4 separate regions of the Mus musculus genome follow, and all the other regions are linked to region 2. A link is a contact called in public promoter capture Hi-C data. All regions are on one chromosome and are shown on one strand. The core of a region is the stretch at or near the end of the contact, and the rest is flanking DNA. Distances in the headings are between cores, read along the strand shown.

The links. Promoter capture Hi-C pulls out the DNA fragments that hold promoters and counts their contacts.
Region 1: a contact with region 2 is called in a promoter capture Hi-C map of hippocampal neurons, with 5 times the contacts expected there. The contact joins the enhancer-like site here to the promoter of Angptl7 in region 2. A contact is called at or near these places in 16 of 39 promoter capture datasets (the 3T3-L1 cell line, 3T3-L1-derived adipocytes, the C10 cell line and 12 more), 1 of 15 datasets of contacts at CTCF or cohesin (pro-B cells), 4 of 484 Hi-C or Micro-C datasets (the N1E-115 cell line, colorectal tumor organoids, embryonic stem cells and 1 more) and 8 of 115 datasets of contacts at active chromatin or transcription factors (astrocytes, bone marrow-derived macrophages, embryonic basal ganglia and 5 more).
Region 3: a contact with region 2 is called in a promoter capture Hi-C map of the HPC-7 cell line. The contact joins the enhancer-like site here to the promoter of Angptl7 in region 2. A contact is called at or near these places in 10 of 39 promoter capture datasets (the 3T3-L1 cell line, the HPC-7 cell line, cranial neural crest and 7 more), 1 of 15 datasets of contacts at CTCF or cohesin (large pre-B cells) and 2 of 484 Hi-C or Micro-C datasets (cortical neurons and nephron progenitors).
Region 4: a contact with region 2 is called in a promoter capture Hi-C map of hippocampal neurons, with 6 times the contacts expected there. The contact joins the promoter of Fbxo44 here to the promoter of Angptl7 in region 2. A contact is called at or near these places in 20 of 39 promoter capture datasets (the 3T3-L1 cell line, 3T3-L1-derived adipocytes, the C10 cell line and 13 more), 11 of 115 datasets of contacts at active chromatin or transcription factors (SST interneurons, astrocytes, bone marrow-derived macrophages and 8 more) and 1 of 9 other capture datasets (liver).

Annotation. Positions count from the first base shown.
Region 1 is chr4:148,175,398-148,178,462 of GRCm38.p6, reverse strand. No RefSeq gene overlaps it. Among named protein-coding and RNA genes, the nearest start is that of Fbxo2, 16 kb to the right of the region's middle. Within about 2 kb of position 1,697, at least 9 of the 459 cell types and tissues checked have an H3K27ac peak or open chromatin away from gene starts, as enhancers often do. A contact at or near this core is called in the HPC-7 cell line and hippocampal neurons, where this site is marked.
Region 2 is chr4:148,499,129-148,502,015 of GRCm38.p6, reverse strand. Angptl7 (angiopoietin-like 7) reads left to right here and starts at 1,554. Exons shown (of 5, transcript NM_001039554.3): 1 at 1,554-2,075. The coding sequence starts at 1,727. The region is part of intron 28 of Mtor (mechanistic target of rapamycin kinase); the gene reads right to left.
Region 3 is chr4:148,106,769-148,109,732 of GRCm38.p6, reverse strand. Draxin (dorsal inhibitory axon guidance protein) reads left to right here. Exons shown (of 7, transcript NM_027426.3): 5 at 22-111; 6 at 1,709-1,798. Among named protein-coding and RNA genes, the nearest start is that of Agtrap, 20 kb to the right of the region's middle. Within about 2 kb of position 1,617, at least 45 of the 459 cell types and tissues checked have an H3K27ac peak or open chromatin away from gene starts, as enhancers often do. A contact at or near this core is called in the HPC-7 cell line, where this site is marked.
Region 4 is chr4:148,158,478-148,161,410 of GRCm38.p6, reverse strand. Fbxo44 (F-box protein 44) reads left to right here and starts at 1,317. Exons shown (of 6, transcript NM_173401.5): 1 at 1,317-1,668; 2 at 2,588-2,874. The coding sequence starts at 2,610. It overlaps Fbxo2 (F-box protein 2), which reads right to left and starts at 743. Exons shown (of 6, transcript NM_176848.1): 1 at 700-743. The coding sequence starts at 721.

The DNA.
Region 1 (3,065 bases), core at 448-2,947, 320 kb after region 2:
TCCTGCCTCCACCCACCAAGTGCTAGGATGACAGGTGTGCACCACCATTCCCAGTTTTATAGGTTTCTAGGGGTTGAACCCAGGGCCTTGCAAGTGTTAGGCAGACATTCCCCAAACAAAGCTACATCCCCAGACCCTGAATATCTGAGCAGAAGCAGACAAAGAGATGGGATGGGTAAGGGCAAGAGAGAGATCTAAGTGTCTACCTGCCCTCAGGCAGTGCTCAGAACAGCGTCACCTGTAGGAAAAGGTAGGTAAGGACAGGGACCAGGCTGGGCTGGCTCCTCACAGTACGCAGCCCTCAGCCCAGGGCACAGGAGGATATGCTGGAACCCAGGTAGCACTCCCTGATAAATGGGGAATCACAACACCCTGGAAGCAGAGGGTGGCTGCTCCCCTCCCACACTTCACCCACCTTGCCCTCCCCACTCCTCACCCACCACAAGCTCCCAGCAGCTCCAGGGCACAGCCTGAATCATGACTCAACCCTGGAACATTTCACCTGGCAAGTCACCCCTTGGGATGCAGGGAAGTATCTGGGGCTCCTGTGATTCATGGTGGCAAAGGCCCAGGAAATGAATGCTGGGCCTCCCTCACCCTCCCTTCTCAGTCCCCAGCATCCTTCCCTGGGACACTCAGCTCTGAGGTGACAGAAAGTTAATCAGGGCAGGAGATTGCTCCCTGAGGCATCCAGTCAGAGCTCCTGGTGATAGCCACTAGGTGGGGTCACATGGGCAGGAGTGGGGGCTGGGAAAGTGTGAGGAGGTGCTTTCTGCCCATTACCACCTCCCACTCCTCAGTTTTCCATGTTGCCCCAGGCTCTGTGTTCCATCTTCAGCCCCACATAAAACAGGGCATGGTGGTGCATGCCTATAATCATTGTGTGGTCCCTGAATGGGACTGTCTGCTCTCCACGGCTGCCAGTCACCTTCCTGGGACAGAATCAGCTTGCAGGTGAAGCACACAGAGAGGCATAAATCAAACTTGGCACCTCCTAGTCTGCCGGGCACCGTTCTTTCCAGAACCTGCCCTCTGCCCCTTCAGACCCCAAATCCCAGACTTTCCTGCCCTTCTGGATCGGGGCAATTGACATCAACCCCACACCCGATAATATTGATATCCCAACCTTCTTACTTAGTCCCTTTCCTACTGGTCAACTTATAATAGTTACCTACTGGGTGAACAAAGAGTGAAGGAAGGTGTCTGGGATGCAGTTTGTACAGCTGCCCAGCATGCGTGAAATCCTGGGTTAGATGCCTGACAATCCATAACCAGGTGAATGCCTGTAATTCCAACACTGGGGAAATAGAGGCAGGAAGGTCAGTCTCTCCAGATAATCCTTGGCAATATGCAGAGTTTGAGGCCAGAGTGAGATGCATGAGACCCTGTCTTAGAAGAAGGAGAAGAGGGCTGGTGAGATGGCTCAGTGGGTAAGAGCACCCGACTGCTCTTCCGAAGGTCTGAAGTTCAAATCCCAGCAACCACATGGTGGCTCACAACCATCTGTAACAAGATCTGACGCCCTCTTCTGGAGTGTCTGAAGACAGCTACAGTGTACTTACATATAATAAATAAATCTTTAAAAAAAAAAAAAGGAGAAGAGGAAGAGGAGGAAGTTCGAAGGGCAGAGACAGCTCTCTCTGCCTCCTTCTGTCCCTAATCTCCTCAAAGATCACATACACACACACACACACACTTCCTCTCAGCAGCCATTGTAACTCAGAACTCGACGGGTCACACGGGATTTCCAGCACCTAGACACAAGCATAGCTTTGGGATTTGTTTGTTTGTTCGTTTTCCTTTTTTCTTTCCTCCCACTGTCAAAATAACCCTACTCTCAAGTCTCCCCCTCCCCCTGCTCCAGATGACAGGCATCTGCAGCAAGGAGACTCTTGAGTCCACTGACCTCCAGGTCAGCATCATGTCTCCCATGAAGTCACCACAGAATAGCCCTTGGCCAGGCTTCCAGATGCAGAGACAAGAGAAGAGGTAGTCTGAGTGGGGCTAGTGGGATTTCCGGTTGCCTGGAAACCTCATGGAGGAATGGGGTCCAGAGGATCAGGGTGTGTAGACACCTTTGTAGGGAAGAGAACCCTGAACCCAAAGACCTACATCCAAATTTCTTGCAAAGTCAGCAGGAGGCAACATGGCTGCCCACAGCCAGTCTTCCTCCTTAGTCTGCCTGTCATTCGAGATTTCCTCTAATAAGCAGAGAATATGGAAAAAAGGGACCCCTCAAATGGCTGAAGTTCTCTGGTTGTCTTGGATCATAGGAACTGTGGGTGAGTGACACTCCTAGAACGGGAGCTAGAAGGCAGGGTTTTCACCCCTGGAAAGCAAAAGAGACCCTCTGGAGGAAAGCCCTGCAGTTTGGCAAGGCTGCCCTGATGCTGGGTGGAGAGGGAGCAGAAGTGTGTGGAGGAGAGGCAGGGGCTGATCCCCGAACCCAAAGCTCCCAGCCCCCATCCATCCAGAGCCTTCCGTACTGGGCAGCCACCGAAGCTGGGGCTCAGCAGGACCAGAGAAGTTATTAATCGCTCCACGATGCCGCCGGCCATGGTCCATTTGCTGTTTCCCTTGGTCTGTTTTGAAACTGTGAAATGAGACCCAGTCTTCAAGGCGGCTGCAATAACCATCCCTGATTCTGACATTTAAATTACAGATGGCATTTTCAATTAAACAGGCGCTCTCAGCAGGTTTAATTTAGCTATCAGTTCTGGTCTGTTCTTTAAGTGCTTAAAGGGGGCGGGTGGGGAGACCAATAGTGGATTCTAGGTCTCTTTCTAGAAGCTGGAAATGGGGACACAACAATCCCATGTCCTAGCTCCCACTGGGACTCGCGTGGCTTCCTGCGAACCCACACACTGTGGTCCCTTCCCTCTGCCTCTGTGCATGTGTGCCCAGGAGTGCTAGGGGATCCCAGATCCAACCTCTCAGAAGGATTGGAGCAGCCTCAGGGCCTCAGTGTCTACTGGGTGCAGAGGCCATGCCTCCCCCATCAGATTAGAGAAACTCAGACGGAAGCATCACTTTGTACTAACTAGCTATACCATACGATGGTGTGT
Region 2 (2,887 bases), core at 305-2,804:
GCTTTCTGCTTGAATATTAAGCAGCTGGCTTACTGTGCTCACTGCAAAGGTTGACCTGGCCCTGGTGCTCACTCTCCTCTGCACTAAGACACTGTAGTTCCAGGGCAGGAGGGTCAGCTAGGATGCTACTTATATGATCATTTGGGACATGACTTAAATACAGCCTCACTGGATAGATATGACATTACCTTAAAGAGCTCCACAGAGTTTAGCAGACTCTGATGCTGAACACTAATAAACTCCACAGAACCAACAAAGGCTCTACAGCCCTGCTAAACTAGCTATTCCCTGAGAAAACTAAGAAAGAGCAGGGACTAGCACAGTGCCATCACCCAGTCAGATACTCTGAGAAGGTAGCTAAGAAGATGTTAGTAACAACCTGGTGCCCAAGGAGGCAAAAAAGACAGGAGTGAGAGGAAACAGACAGTCGTCTGTCTGAGCACCCAATGCTTATATTCAGAAATGGGTCCCTGCTAAGTAACTCCAGCTGTCTGAGCAGAAATCACTTTCCGAGGAGCCAGAAACCCATCTGGGAAAGACTCTGAGGGATCAGGGTAGGCAAAGCTGTAGGACCCACACTATAAAGTCAGACAGAGCTCCTGCCATAAGGACAGAGGGACCTTTGTACAGTTATAGGGAAAGTTCCATCTTTTACATGATTTCAGAAGAGCAGTGCCCTTCAATTAAAGGTATGAAAGCTGCCATCACCCCGTTTTCTCAGACACTGTGTACGTAGGTATAGGGGCCAGCATCAAGCTGCAAACCACGCTGCAGGCACAGAGGGAATCGAGCCTTCTGATCTGCATGTACTAGGGAATCTTCTCTCTGAGTCTGAGCCTTGGGTAAAGGTCAGGCCCACTCACTGCTGCCCAGACAGAACCTGACAGAAGTGTGGATGACCAACCCCAGACCACGCCTGGCATGGCTGAGACTTTCTCTCTGCCCCAAACTATGACAACTCCTTGTAAATGTTGAAAGATCGTTTTAGAAGGAGAATGTGTAAAGAGGAAGACAGCCCCACAGATGCAAACCACCTGACGCCCAAGGATCAGGTTCAACAGGATTTTGAAGAACACCGAATGATGGCCAGACAAAGCCCTGTTAAGACTCATCTCAGCCCAGATAAACCAGGACCTGGAGTAAACAGCATGCATTACCTTAGCCAGCCTCCCTGGCTCAGCAGTCTCCAGTCCAACTCTTTCTTGCTACCTCACCCTCAATCTGTGTTATATAACCTTCAGACAGGAGTTGGGAAAGTCTTCCACTCTGCCTGTCTGCTGATAGAGCTGAGCCAGTGGCTGGCAGGCCATAATCTAATAGGCGCAACTGGAAACAAGTTCACAGCTCCTGTCTGAGCCCAGAGACTGTACAGACGAGGAAACAAACACTGCCCTGTCCCCCTCCTCCTCTCCTCTGGCCTAGGTTTACGCTGACTTCACTCAACAGGCACCTGACCCTCCCAGATGAGGTGGGAGGGGCTTTAGCACACAGGGCCCTCGTAGGGGTGGAGGTACAGCAGCAACAATATTTAAGATGCTGCCTTGGTGGGGTATTCAGACTAAGGAAGGAAAGAGTTCCATTTCAGAATCTCTAGCTTTAAGAAAGGCTAAGCAAGCACACAGAGGAAGGAGATCACGGGGAAGGAAGAAAACTGCCAGTGTGGGTCAGAGAAAGAAGCTTCCTACTTCTCCAGGGACAGACTCTAAGGGGAACAGGCCTGCACACCATGCTGAGGGAGACCTGGCTATGTGTTATCCTTGTAGCCTTTGTCAGCCACCCAGTGTGGCTGCAGAAGCCTCATAAACGCAAGACACAGCTCAAAGCAGCGGGCTGCTGTGAGGAGATGAGGGAGCTCAAAGCCCAGGTGGCCAACCTCAGCAGTCTGCTGGGAGAGCTGAGCAGGAAGCAGGAGAGCGACTGGGTCAGTGTGGTCATGCAGGTGATGGAGCTGGAGAGCAGCAGCAAGCACATGGAGTCTCGGCTCAGCACTGCCGAGAGCAAGTACTCTGAGATGAACAACCAGATTGACATCATGCAGCTGCAGGCTGCGCAGACCGTCACGCAGACCTCGGCAGGTAAGTGCTGCCTCCACACTCCTCACCGTGCGCCTGCTCAAGGTCTCCTGGCCCCAGCTCTGCTTCTGGATAGCCTGCTCAACAACTTCGGGGGCTTTTGGGAATGTACGATCTATGATTGCACAAGCTTTGGGCTAGTGATATCCTGCGAGTTTAGCCAGGACATTTGAAGAAAACCTTTGTATTCAACAAAGGACAGACTCCTCGTGTTCTTCAATTCTGATCTTCTTTCTCCCATGGTGGCTAATAAAATTCTTCCAAATAATAGAGAGAACAAGTAAATGTAATGCTGAAGTGCTGACCTTTTAGTGGCTGAAAATAAGGAAGGCACACGCAGTGAGTTATTTGAGAAAAAAACATTCAGTTGTTGGTTAACTTGGCACAGATGAGCTAATAAATGAATCGCTGCTCAGATGAAGATCTAATTTTCTGAGGTTACTGGAAAACATTTGGAGTAAGTATATTTTATAGATGAAGCATTTCTTACTAATGCTTACTGCACAATAAACCAAGTCAAGAAGACATGATTAGCTTCTTGTGAGTAAGACCTTGGCTATCATTGGTTCAGACAAAGAAAAAGTTTTGCTGAAAGTTAAGCCTGAAAAGTCTGTTAGCTAATTAAACAAAAACAAATGATTTCAGAGCTTGGGCCTCCTGACCCTCAGTTTGAAAACAGAAAGTTAGGGGTTCTCATTTACCAAAAGGAGGGAGAGAGAGAGAGTGTGTGTGTTCATTTGTTCTGTGAGATGGAACTGGTCATGTTGGCCAGGCCAGATGCACGCAGGGCTGACTGTACCACTTCTTGCTCCTAG
Region 3 (2,964 bases), core at 368-2,867, 390 kb after region 2:
CACAAATTTTCTTGTCCCCAGAGAAACACTGGAGTCATTTTACCAGTGATGGTAACGAGACCTCGCCAGCTGAGGGGGATCCGTGTGACCATCACCAGGATTGCTTGCCAGGTATTCTGCCCCCCCCCCCAACACCCACCCTTGAGGCACCAGGCTGGGAGGGAATACCAGTAAGGTAATTGAGACAGGGCTTGGGAGCAAGCCAGGGAGTAGTGGCCCTTTATTCGCAATACGGAGAAGCTACAGTGTCCACCAGTTTTTCCTGAGGGTCCTTATCAGCGGCCACCAATTTCCTGAGAGTCACTACCATACACTGACTCACAGAATGACCTCAGAAAGAGGTGGTGGAGGGGGAGGGCAAGCGAGCCTGGGCCAACTTGGTTCCTAAGCTTCTTACCCATATCCCACCCTGCCCTGAGTCAGATGGCCTGCTCCTAACCTTGTCCTCTGAACACCCGCAGGGGTTAATTCAGTCTCCTCATCATGGCACCAACTGGCATTCTGGGGACAGTGTAAGTGACACTGTTGCTTGTTCAACAGCTCTACCTATCAGGTCAGGATAAATGGAAGGGGCCTTCTGTTTGATTAGAGTCCGGACTGATGGCCCTGTGGCATCCAGAGGACCTCTTCAGAGCAGACTGGGATAGACTTCGATGCTGTGGAGGGGAAATGCCTACCATCAGAGCACTTGGGAGGTGGAGGCAGGAAGATCAAGAGTTCAAGGTCGTCTTGGGGGTACAGAGAGAGTTCCAGGCCAGACCCTGTCTTGGGTGCTTATCTAGGACATTGGTGGTTATATTTATTAAAGGCAAGAGAGGAAACAAGATGACAGGAAAACCTCGGGTCTGATGTCATGCTGGCTCTGCAGGAGCTGTGGAGAAAATCCTGCCAGAAAAGCCCTGTGCTGAGCAGAATGGTGGCCCCGGTGCTGGCTGGCGGTTGCCTGAAGCTGCTGAGGAAGGGGTGGTTGGGACATGAGCCAAGGTGGCCCCTGAAACTGCTCACAGCAGGAGACCAGTGACTCATGTCCCTTCTTGCCACTAAATAATGAGTGCTTTGGGAGACGAGAGGGAGCTGGAGAGACCCAAGGAGCCATCTCCAAGGCACCAACCACATCAGTAGGAGAGTCTGCAAAGTAGAAGCCATTCGGCATTGCAGAAGACACACAGCACAGACAGGCTGTCTGCATCCTGAGTGTGAAGAAAAAGCTGAAGTCAGGGCCAACAGGACAGAACTTGGAAGCTAGCTTTGTAATGGGCAAAGAGATGCCTCGGCCCTGCCTAGATTTGCCCTGAACCCTACCTACCCCCACGCCCAGGGCTTCAGTTTCCCCATCTGTCCAAGAGGATGTTGTTGGTCCATGATCCCGGAGGCCCCTTGCAGCTCTCAGCAGACTCTACCTCTGGCACCCCTAGCTGTTACAACCCCATCCCTGGGAAGTAAAACCCCACACCACCTTTGATCCTCCCATGATCAATCAAGTGGCCCATCTGGGGAGGCTCAAGTCTCTGCCACCCGTCTCTGGGGACTTTATCCATGACATCCAGCAGCGGTCCCGGCCCAGAGCCTTGCACACCAGATGGCCTGCTAGGGCATGGCCTGCCACACATATGATGGATCTCCTGTCCGGTGGGACTCTGTAGGGCAGGCGGCAGGCAGGGAGGAGCCGCTCAGCTTGGCTGACCACATGTGCTTGCTATGTTGCCAGGAACTTGCTGTGACCTCCGGGAACATCTCTGCACACCCCACAACCGCGGCCTCAACAACAAATGTTTCGACGACTGCATGTGCATGGAAGGTCAGTCTGGAGCCTGGGAAGGGGAGAGCCCTCCCCCACCGACTCTGCTCCCAGAACCTTGAAGCCTTTGTGTCCCAGCCAGCTCCGCAATGAGTGGGGCACGGGGTTTCCCCGGCAGAGGGTGGATGTGGATGGAGGGGCTGCGGAAAAGGGAGTGGGTAGGAGAACCCCCTGGGAACTGAAAGCTCCAGTAGGAACAGCTTCGCTGGGGTCTTCCAATCTGTCAGCTCCGTGTGCTTCCATCCCTGGCACCGGCTCCCAGATTTGTATTTCTCACCTCTTGAAATCCAAGCTGGCACGATCGCTCGGGATCAGGACGGGGAGAAGGGAGGAGACAAAAACATAGTTCTTTAAATAAGATCCAACCTGAGAAGGCTGGCGCTTCTCAGTAGAATTCTAGATAGGAGGCTTTCCAGGTGAGATAGTGGGGAGGCTGGAGCTGGGTGGGTTTCCAAGCAGTCACTGGGAGAGGCTCGCTGGGTTATTCCTTTAACTGCCCTGAGCACCAGCCTTGAGAGGAAGCGTGTGCCCACCGCGCACATGTGCCTGTTGGTGCCTGCTCTACGCTGAGTTCTTTCTTTCCTGGAAATGTTCTAAGGCAGAGCTATGCTAAATTGCATAGACCGTTCTCAAAGTCATGATCCTCCTGCTTCAGCTCCTCAAGCAGCTAGATTACAGGTCTATGCCACCATTGCTGGCTCTCTCTTTCTCCTTCCTTCTTCTCTTCCTTCTTCTTGTTACTATCACAGGTAGAAAGAAAGGATCAAGGAGGAGAGAGGGAAAGAGGGAAAGGGAAAGAAATGAAAAGGAAGAGAAAAATTGGCTATGTCGGTATAACACTTGCAACCGCCAGCACTTGAGAGTCTGAAGGGCGACATCATAAGTTTGAGTCCAGCATAGGATGCACAGTGACACCTGGCTTGGAAAAAAACAAACTAGGACTAGCAATTGGTTGGGCATGTAAAGGGCTTGCCCTGCCAGCCTGATGACCTGTATTCAATGCCTGGAATCTGTATAAAGGTGGAAGGAGAGAGCCAAGCAAAGTTGTCTTTTGCCCTTCACCTGCACAGTGCACACACAGACGCACATCAATAAACAAAAATAAATGAAAATGAACCAAAAAAGGAAGAAAGGGGAGAGGGAAAGAGGGAGAGGAGAGAGAGAGA
Region 4 (2,933 bases), core at 68-2,567, 340 kb after region 2:
GGCACCGACTGAGAGTGAGGACTTGGGAGTAGGAGGGAAGACTGGCCACCTCTGTTCCCTCACCTCCTCCCCTAAAGAGTGAACACTCCGAGCTGAGCATAGTTAGTGAGGAAGGGATAAGAGTCAAGGCAGGCAGGTCTGACTCAGCAAGCAGCCCCCTACAGGCCCAGCAGGGAGCCGGAGGGCAGAAGGGGTGGGGTCTTTGGTGCCAGAAAAGATGACTGGGCAATCCTTGAGGACCCAGAGCTTCTGCCAAAAGCAGCCTTCCTCACCCCTAGCCTGGTTCCCACGGAACAGCCCCGCTACTCCAATACAAGACGGCCCCTCCAGAGAAGGGAGTCCCTCAGGAAGCTAGGATGGAGGCAGGATAAAGTTTGTAAACCCTAGGACCCCGCGGGGACTCCGGAGGCTCAAGAGGCAGGGAGGGCAGCGCTAGCAAATGGAAGAAGTTCATGGAAGCAAAAGCTTGCAAGAACCCGGCTCTCAAACCCCAGGAAGTCTGGAGCCTGAGATGCCAGAGTCCTCCGATGCCATTTTGGAGACCCAGGCGTCCTCCTCCCTCCACACCACGACACCAGGCAGAAACCTGCTCCCTAGACTATCTCTAGGGTTTTCCTGGCGCGAAAGTTTGAGCGCCTTCTGCGGCGCTGGTCCGCCCTGTCTCCCGAGTCTGTATCTAGCGGGGCCAGCAGCGGATACCTGGATCACCATCTCCATCCATCGCTGCGGTGCTGTCAAGAGAGAAGAGCCTGAGCGCTGCGGGTGGCGAGTCCTGGAGCTGCCCGCGTCAGCCGGGCCCGCGCCGCCGCGCCTCTTAAAGGCCCCGTGCGCCCCGCCTCTGGCCCCCGGCTAAGGGCTGGGAGTCCTGTACCCCCCCACCCCCACCCCCCGCCCCGTAACCCAAGGTGCGGCTTCCGGGAGGAGCCTGGGACTGGAGAGGGGCAGGGACAGCTACAGAATGGGTGGGCTTCTAGTGTGCCTGGAGGATGACTGCAGGAGGACATATGGAGTCGGACTACTGGGGAGTAGAGGGTGCTGGCGCCGAGCCCAGTGGAGTTGGGGGTATCGGAGCTTTCCTCCTCCCCAACCCCCCAGGTAATTTTCCTACGCTGTGATGGGGGCGAATCCGGGGAGTGCGCGGGTGAGGCGGGGCCTGAAGGAATGGTGGGCGGGGCCTTGAGGGCAGTGGGCGGGGCCGCATCGTGAACCAACTCTGGCAGAAAGGCGCAGTTCCAGTACCCAGCGTTGTGGGGCAGCCGGACTAAAAGCTGGTGACGGAGAAAATGGGGTGGGGCGTGGGGCGTGGTCTGACAAACAGTGGGCGGGTCGCACCCCGGGCCTCCATTGGTCCGTAAGGCTCATCCCCAGGATCCAAGGGTATGGCGCAGCGCGACCAAAAGTAGTTGACAAGGAGAATGGGGAGGGAGAGGGGCCAGTGTTGTGGGATGGGGATGGGGCGGGGTCTGATGAGTAGTAGGCGGGGCTGTGTCTTGGGTGCTGTTCTCCAACGTAACCCGGCTAAGAGCAGGTGACAGAAGGAGGGGAGCAGTGAGCGCCCCAGCAAGGAGACGTTTGGCGGGCAGTAGGCAGGTCTGCCTTCCGGGCCACGCAGGCTCGGGCTGTACAGCCCCACGGCCTGGCAGGATCGCTCAGCGCGACGGATCGCAGGTGACTGCGGGAGGGGGAGCGCCCAGTTCGGGGACTGAGGCACAGTGGGCAGAGACCTAGAGGGGAGGGGGGGGGCGCGCGCGCTCTGCGATCATGAGGGCCTAGCGCCTTTAAGGCCCAGGCCTCAGGCTTTCTCCCCTCCCCTCCCCCCACTGTACTGTGAGGCTTCGAAGAACTGGGCTATGGACGCCATCGGTGCTCAGAGATCTGAATCTGGTCTTGAGCAAGGTAGCCCGTTTTAGAGCCAAGCATAAATGGGAGACTGCAGGGGGCCGGGGCGGGTGGGGGGGGTGCGGGAGGGAGATAGGAAGGCTCTTTTCCACTCGTACATCTTTCCTCAGGCTCAGGTAAACGGGTCATATTCTCTGAGATCTTAAGAACGTCACTGAGCCCTTTGTACTCCGTGACCGGTCCTGAGGGCCAGTGATAACCCCCGATCATCATCTCTGTCCCTTTCCCCGTGTGGGGGATGGGGAGGAAATGAAGAGTGGCAAGCTGGAGGGCTCACAAGGCCTCCCATTGTTACCCTCCTCTTAAAAGACTGCTGGCCTATTGAAAATGGCTGGCTCTACCTTCAGTGAGAGCCGGAGCTGCCTCCCCTCCTCTCCTGTTTGTGTGACCTTGGGAAGGTCCCTGGGCGTCCTTAGAGGCTGTTCTTAGGTGCCCGGGTTGGGGGAAATCAGATCTCATGGTTTATTAAGCAACTCCCCGGCCCATGCACCTTGAGCTTCTAGTGACCCAGGAGGGAACTACCATGCCCCAGCCCCTCGTCCCGTTTACTGTGGAAACAGAAGGTCAGAACAGCACAGCAACTCTGTGGCCCCCCGCAGAGTTGGGAATCTCTCTATCCCTGGGTGCTGGGATTGCCACTCGCCAGGGAGAAGGCTCGGTGTATAGCACGGCTCTCCAATACCCACAGGAGCTGGCTAGGAGACGCCACCATGGCAGTAGGCAACATCAACGAGCTGCCAGAGAACATCCTGCTGGAACTGTTCATCCACATCCCAGCTCGCCAACTGCTGCTGCGCTGCCGACCGGTCTGCAGCCTCTGGCGAGACCTCATTGACCTGGTTACACTCTGGAAGCGCAAGTGCCTTCAAGAGGGCTTCATCACCGAGGACTGGGACCAGCCTGTGGCTGACTGGAAGATCTTCTACTTCCTGCGCAGCCTCCAGAGGAACCTCCTTCACAACCCTTGTGCTGAAGGTGGGTGCGGAGAGTATGCCTCAACAGGACCCATGCTCTATTAGATGACCACAGTATGC